Regions from separate parts of the Sus scrofa genome. Here region 2 is linked to region 1. The links are chromatin contacts, called in public Hi-C maps. All regions are on one chromosome and are shown on one strand. The core of a region is the stretch at or near the end of the contact, and the rest is flanking DNA. Distances in the headings are between cores, read along the strand shown.

Region 1 (3,708 bases), core at 500-2,999:
CTCCTTCTGGTAGGCTGCGATATAGGGGATTCCCTTCATACAGACCTCGTAAGGGGGCTGGATCAGCGGGTTGTCCTTGATCTTCCACAGGCCCACCCGGGAGAGCTGGCCAAAGTTGTCTGGCAGCACAGCAATCTGGTTCCCCTGCAACACGAGCTCCTCCAGGCCGGTCAGCTCCACGATGGAGTCTGGCAGGTATCTGATCCGGTTATTATCCAGCCACAGGGTGAGAAGACGGCTCAGGCCAGAGATCAGGGATGGCACTGAAGTGAGCTGGTTGCGACTAAGGTAGAGCTCCTCCAGACCAGCCAGGGGCAGCAGTGCGGCAGGGAACTCCTCAAAGAGGTTGGAGGAGAGATTGAGCATTTTGAGCCGCTGCAGGCGGCTGAACTGGGCAGGCAGAGCCTGCAGCCCGTTGTTGTCCAGCATGAGGCTCTCCAGGCTGGCCAGCTCGCAGAAACCGCTGGGCAGGGTGCCAAGCTCAGCCCCGCTCAGCCACAGGATCTTTAGGGCACGCAGGGCACTGATATCTTCAGGTAGGCCACGCAGCCGGTTGCTGGACACATCCAGCTCCTCCAAGGCCGCCAGCTGCAACAGCTGCCGGGGAAAAGCCGTGAGCTGGTTGTGGTCCACGTCGAGGGTGCGCAGGTGGGAGAGGCAGGAGAAGGAGTCGGGCAGGTGTGTCAACCGGTTAAAACTGACGTCCAGCTCCTCCAGGTGGACCAGCGCGCCCAGCTGGGCAGGCATGGCGGGCAGCTGGTTGTGGCTGAGGTTGAGCTTCCGCAGCTCACGCAGGGCGCTCACCACCTCGGCGCCCAGGACGCTCAGCCGGTTGTGGCTCACGTCCAGCTCGGTTAGGTGGTGGCCCAGCTCCGCCACCGCGGGGGGCAGCCGGGCGAAGCGGTTTCGGCGCAGAACCAGGACGCGCAAGCTGCCCAGCGCAGAGCCCAGCCCGTCGGGCACCTCCTCCAGGCCGTTGTTCCCCAGGTTCAGCACCTCAATGTCCCCGATGTTGGCCGGCAGCACCAGCTGGGGGGCGTCGGGGGAGTCGATCTGGTCGGCACCTGGGCTGCCCCCGGCCGCGCTGAGGGTGAGCTGGCGCAGGTTGCTCCTCAGCTTTCTGGCACGCAGGGCGGCGTCCCGCCACAGCCTCACCGTTTTCAGGTTCCCACTGTCCGTCCCAGCCATGGTGGGGTCCCGGGCTGACACCTTGGCGCGGGCGCCCGCAGCTACATGCCGCGCTGCGCCCAGGCAGGCGCCAGTCTCTGGGGCCCTCTAGCTCCCGCTCCTCCCTTCCCACCAGCCCTCCGCGACCAGCGGCGGCGGGTCCTAGCGCAGCCAGCGGCCAGGCGCCCGCAGCTGGGGGGCAGCGGCGACGCGAGAAGCTCCGGGGAGCGCCGGGCGTGCGGCGCTGGGGGAGGCGGCCGGCCGGCGGGGAGCGCAGCTCGCATTCTCCGGGCTCTCGGGCCAGGGGCGCGCCGGGGCAGCAGGGCCGCCGCCCGCCCGCCGCGCCGCGGAGGATGCCTGCCGCTCCCCCTCCTGCTCCACCCGCCTCCGGGGCCTCGGGGCCGATTCTAGCCCCGCTACCCTCGCTGCCGCGGCCCCGCGGCCCGCAGCATCGTCGCCTCCGCGAGCTCCACGAGGACGGCGGCGGCCCGCTCCGCTGCGGGCATGATGTGGGCGCAGGGCCGGGCCGCCTCGTAGTCTCCGCTTCCCCGGGCTCCGGCGGGAGCGCGAGCGCCGCGTCCCCGCCACTGGGAGGGCGAGATCGGGAAGCGGCAGCGCCGCCCGGCGGAGCGGCCCCCACGTGACCCGCGGAGACGCCGCGTGTTCCCGGCACCGCCCCGGGGCGGGGGCCGCGGACCAGCGCCTTGAGCCGGGCTGGGGGCGCCTCGCCCTCCACGGGCGGCGGCTTGGACACCGCTGAGCCGGAGGCGCGCTGGTGGCCCGTCCCGGCTGCAGATCACGGCCCCGGGGCGCTCCTGCTTAAGTCTGCCTGCGTCTGGCTCTTTGTTGGCCCTGCGCCTCTAAGAATTTCTTTCTCTTCTCCCCTCACGTGTTGGATCCCAGGCCTCCCTGACTCATTCCTTACCCTTCTTCCCCCTTCCACTCACCCTATGTCCACACCTTAGTGGAACCGGCAGCATGCAGGGGCCTGGGTTTCATTGTAGGAACCTAAAAGGAGAGTGTGATTAAACAAAAGAACGAGAAAAGCAGGCAACCATTCATTCACTTGGTAAATATTTATCGAGACCTTATTTTATGGCAGACCGACCAGAGACAGACATTCTCTGCTCCCCTGAGGAAGGCTCTGAGCAGGCTCCTCGCCGGCCTTACTGCGGAGTGGAGAAAGGGGGGCCACGCAGTGTTTTATCCGGGATGTCCCACACATCCTCCCAACAGCCTCAGGAAACAAATACCATATCCCCAACTGTACAGTCCTTATTATGCTGTAGGTTCAAGAAAATGGCAGTTATGTCAAGAAAAATTTACAGCCCAATGCTCAACTCCAAGTCTTGCTTGCTTGCTTGTTTACTTATTTATTTATTTATTGGAATTTCTTTGCGGTCACATCTACACTAAGTAAATAATTTCTTCAGAATTTGCCCAAACCTTGAACTCTATTCAGCCTCAGGGTAGCACCTCCGTCATTGCCTCCAGCTTGATTAATAATGAAGCAAATAGCTCTCAGAGACACAAAGCTAAATGTAATTGGTTAAATGCACCAGTTAACACCTGGTTGGCTCTCCCCTACAAGGGATTGTTGCTGTCATTTGGGGACCCAAATTAAGTGCAGGTATTTGAATAGTAATAATTTGTCTCTTTAAAGGGAGCCATTGAGAAGTTCCTGTCGTGGCGCAGTGGTTAAGGAATCTGACTAGGAACCATGAATTTGCGGTTGGATCCCTGATCTTGCTCAGTGGGTTAAGGATCCAGCATTGCCCTGAGCTGTGGTGTAGGTTGCAGACGTGGCTCGGATCCCGTGTTGCTGTGGCTCTGGCATAGGCCGCTGGCTACAGCTCTGATTAGACCCCTAGCCTGGAAACCTCCATATGCCTCGGGAGTGGCTCTAAAAAAGGCAAAAATACAAAAATTAATTAATTAATTAATTAATTAAAAAAAAACAAAGAGAGCCATTGAACACCTCAGGCTGGAAAGCTGCCCCAGTGATGGTTATCAAGCCTGGTCTGGTAGGTACATCGTGGTACTGGAGGATGCTCCTGGAGCCAGGTGGAACCCAGAGCTTCAAGTACTTTAACAGATACAAGTGAGCCATGTTCACCCTGAAGGTCTTCCTGGAAGATCAGAACGCTCAAGAGTTCCCCAGGTGCCCCACTTCAAGGAAAATTCTGAATCATCTAGACTGAGCCTTTCTTTCATAGAGGAGGCAACAGTCCCAAGAGAAGTGACCTCTCAATCAAACAGCCAGGTAAAGGGAAGAACCAGGTGTGTTAACTCCCCTTGTGGGGTTATTCCCCTGAATGCATCACCTTCATGGTATTCTTGAGTCAGATCCCAACTCCTGCAGTCTCTAAGGAAACTGGAGAAGGTGTCAACTTCCTACCCCACTTGGGATAAACTAAAGTGATCTGGGTTTGATCTAAAAAACCCAGGCTAAACTGCCCCCTTTAGAAGCCATCAGAAGATTATACTTCCCTCTCAACTGTCTTTGAAAACTCTGCTTTTCCTTTGTCAGGACATAATCTG
Region 2 (3,708 bases), core at 507-3,006, 240 kb before region 1:
ACCAACTGGGACTCAACACTTAAAAAAATTTTAAGAGGAAAAAAATTTTAAGAGGGCCAATAATGCTTTATTACAAGTATCTATGATCAGTTGCTCACAGAATACACAACTTGATAAACCATCATGTAGTACATAACACTGTATTTTAAAAAGGTTAAGATTACTTGAGAAATACTTAAAATGATTAACCTAAGGGAAGAGGAAAAAACACATTACACACTACAAAATATTTCAGACATTGATTCTAAAGGGAAAAGGGAGTTACAAAAGCAGATTTTCATTTGCGAACAAAACTAACCTGGGTTAAAGAATAGAAATATTACTGTTATTTATTTGATAATTTCTGGACAAGCTTGCAATTATTTTCAAACAAAATTATTAGAGTCTAAGTCCAACATCTTGCTTCCACCTGTCCTTGATGTGAAAATCCAAGGTTTTGTTTGTTTGTTTTTTACTGGAGTATAGTTGATTTACAACGCCAAGGACTTCTCTCAATAAGATCAGTCACAAATACCAAACAAATAGCTCAAATGAACTTGTCTCTCCAGAAACAAACACAGAATCCCATAAAAAGGAGTGGGTTTCTGCAGGACATCATAAATTACTGTCCTTCTCCCCTGCACAACTAACTGAACACCTCAAAAAGTATCACTTAACAAAGTCACCAAGATATGGATAAGAATGATACAGACCTCTTAAAAAATAATAACAAAAAATTTTTTCCATAACTCTATCTCATGTTTCTTGCACTTATAAATAACTGTAACTAAAATGTAGCTATGCGCACTATAACAGCAATAAAAATTGATACAATAAAAGGTAACTTTTAAGTTGTGGAAAATAAACCTGCTTTTCCAATATATGGTAAGATTCGATCTGCATGCTCTTACATATCCTAAGAAAAGCGTTAACCATAAATTTAACTATGGACGCAGGTGCACAGCAGGAAAAAGGTATATCAAAACCCCACCTGTATATCTGTTTTCAACCATTTGGAATCAAGTCGAGCCTGGGCAGCCAAACAGAAAGAATCAGAAGGCATCTTTCTCCTGGTTTCCTCCCAGCTGTAAAACCTGAAAGTAAAAACAGAAATGTTGAAGCCATAAACCTTTTCAAAATTTTACAAAGACCCTCCCGCAAGGTTTAATGCCGCAAAAAAAAAAAAAAAAAAAAAAAAAAAAAGCGAGAAAGAACAGAAAGGAGGGAGGGGAAAAGCGCTGGGGGAGGGGAGTGAGAGAAAAGAGGAAAAGAGAAAGATGGAGCGAGAAAGGAAAAAGCCTACTTCCACTCCAAGTAAGAGACCTTGAGAATGGACGGTCACAGAAACCAAATCACAATGTCATCCATCCCCTTCCCTTAAATCCAAAAGGTAAACACGCTAACAGACTGCAGGAAGCCCACATCTCAACAACAAATGACACTAGCATGCATCTGCCGCTTTACCTCTGACCAGCGACTGGTGAGTGAAATAAATTAATCAAACTTCACGTCTGCAGAAAAATCCAAAACAATAATCACTTGGAAATGAGAAGGCAGCCAAGACCCGCGCCGCCGGCGGTCCGCGCAGGCCAAGGTCCGGCGGCTGCGCCAACGCCCGCCGTGCACCGGCTCGGCCTGGCCCGGGCCCGCACCGCCCCAGCGGCCGGCCGCCCTCGCCGCCCCGCGGGGACGAAGACCTGACGGCAGAGGCCCGGCCGCCTGGCTCCGGCGAGCGTAGACACAGCCTCAGCAGCCAGCGGTCGCGATCCCGGCGCCTCCCGCGGCCCAAGGGGCGGGCGGACGGGAGGTGCCTCCCCCCGCTACCCAGCCAATGGCATGGAGGTGTCTCCGAGGGTCCGGCCAATGAGGAGGATAAGCCTGCTCGCCCCGCCTCCGGACTCTTCAGCTTCCTCCAATCCGACCCGTCTTCCTCCTCGGGCTCATCCCTTGCGGTCAGGGCCAACCGCAAACGCCCGGAGGCGGGATTTCCGCTGCCCACACGCACGCACGAACAAGCTTCTGCCGGGTCTTCGCACTGCGCTCTCAAAAAGCCAGGCTGCCGGTTGGTGGTCTCAATGCTGGAGGAGGTCCAGGTTTTTGCGGGCGCAGTTCTTGGAGGTGAGGCTGTCTGGGCTCTGCAAGAGCCTCCTCCAGTCTGTCCCGCTGAATGCAACCGGAGCACCTGGTAGCCGGAAACTCGGAGAAGGCAATGAAAGCTTTTAGTTCCAGTGAACGAGTAGCCAGAAAACAATTCTTAAGAAATTTAAAACAAAGTCTTACAGGGTATGTTCTCTGATCGTAATAGAGTTAACTCAAATCAATGAGACACAGGACAATCCCAAAACACTTGGAAGTATAACAATACAGTTCTAGATAATCAATAATCTGAAAGGAAAGGAACTATTTTTAATTGAACAAAAATTAAAATAATACATCAGAATTACAAGAGCACAACTAAAGTACTGATTAAAATGAGACTAACTGCTTATCTTAGAAAATAAGAAAGGCCCCAAATGAACAATGTAAGAAAATAGGAAAAGAAAAGCAACACACACCCAAAATAAGAAGAGGGCAGAAATAGTAAAGGAGCGGAAATAAATGAAATTGAAAACAAAAAAATATAGAGAAAAATCAATGAAACTAAAAGCAATCCTTTGCAAAGATTGTATGATAAGACATACAAGCTACAAAGAACAGGAAATGCAGCTGAGTTACCACTAAAGACTGGAAGGACAGTGAGGATATACAAATTGCTCCCACCATCCAAAACAGAATTCCTATGAAAATTTTGGGAGTGAAAACTATGTAAAGCAAAGAAGTATTTGCCTTAGGACACATCTTGCTAAGGGATGCACAAAATAAATCAAGGTAAAGCTCAGATGCAGACACCAGCATCTCTGGTGGTTAGATGCTGAGATGCTGAGTGTAATTAGTTCCCAGGGAAAGTGCTTGGCAGTGCCACTTGCTGCCTGGGGTATAGGCTACCTCTAGAACAGCTCACTGCAAAATAAACATTGAACACTATTTTCACTTTTTGCCTTTTTTCATGGAAGCAAAAAGTTCCCTTTGCATTTCTTTGGTTATTGAAAACAGTAATGTAGATCTCTTCGTGAAAGCAAAGTGACATAAAGTGAACTTCTGAAAAAAAAGCATGGGGATACCTGTACCAGAAACAATTCTATACATACACATTTGACAATTTGTATTAAAAAGACTAATTCCATGGAAGTTGTACACTACCAAAACTCACTCAAAATGAAATAGATAACTTGAACAGAACTATACCTATTAAATTATGGATTTCCTGTGGCCTAGCAATTTAAAAGGATCCACTGCTGTCACTCCTGTAGCTCAGGTCATTGCCATGGCACAGATTCAGTCCCTGGCCCGGGATCTTCCACATGCTTTGGATATGGCCAAAAATAAAAAAGAAATTCAGTTTACAGTTTAAATCTTCCAAAAAAGAAACCTCCAGGCCCAGATTGTTTGATTGGTTGCTTTTGCTTTTACCAAATAAATAATAAAGAAGTAGCACCAATTCTATACAAACTCTTCCAGAAAATTGAAAAGGACTGAACATTTTCATTCTATAAGCCCAGGATTACCATGAAAAACCAGGAAAACCAGGAAAAAAAAAAAAAAACTATGAAAAAACTGAAGATCAATATCCCTCATAAACAAACACAAAAATTGTGGCCAACTTACAGCAAGTTGATTCTATCAACATAC

The links. A called contact is a pair of places that touch in the nucleus more often than the background predicts.
Region 2: a contact with region 1 is called in a Hi-C map of heart right ventricle, with 2.2 times the contacts expected there. The contact joins the promoter of HERC2 here to the promoter of MFHAS1 in region 1. A contact is called at or near these places in 1 of 47 Hi-C or Micro-C datasets (heart right ventricle) and 1 of 2 datasets of contacts at active chromatin or transcription factors (alveolar macrophages).

The regions. Positions count from the first base shown.
Region 1 is chr15:56,198,496-56,202,203 of Sscrofa11.1, reverse strand. It overlaps MFHAS1 (malignant fibrous histiocytoma-amplified sequence 1), which reads right to left and starts at 1,749. Exons shown (of 3, transcript XM_021075967.1): 1 at 1-1,749. The coding sequence starts at 1,188.
Region 2 is chr15:56,436,165-56,439,872 of Sscrofa11.1, reverse strand. It overlaps HERC2 (E3 ubiquitin-protein ligase HERC2), which reads right to left and starts at 1,756. Exons shown (of 93, transcript XM_021075345.1): 1 at 1,444-1,756; 2 at 971-1,073. The coding sequence starts at 1,042.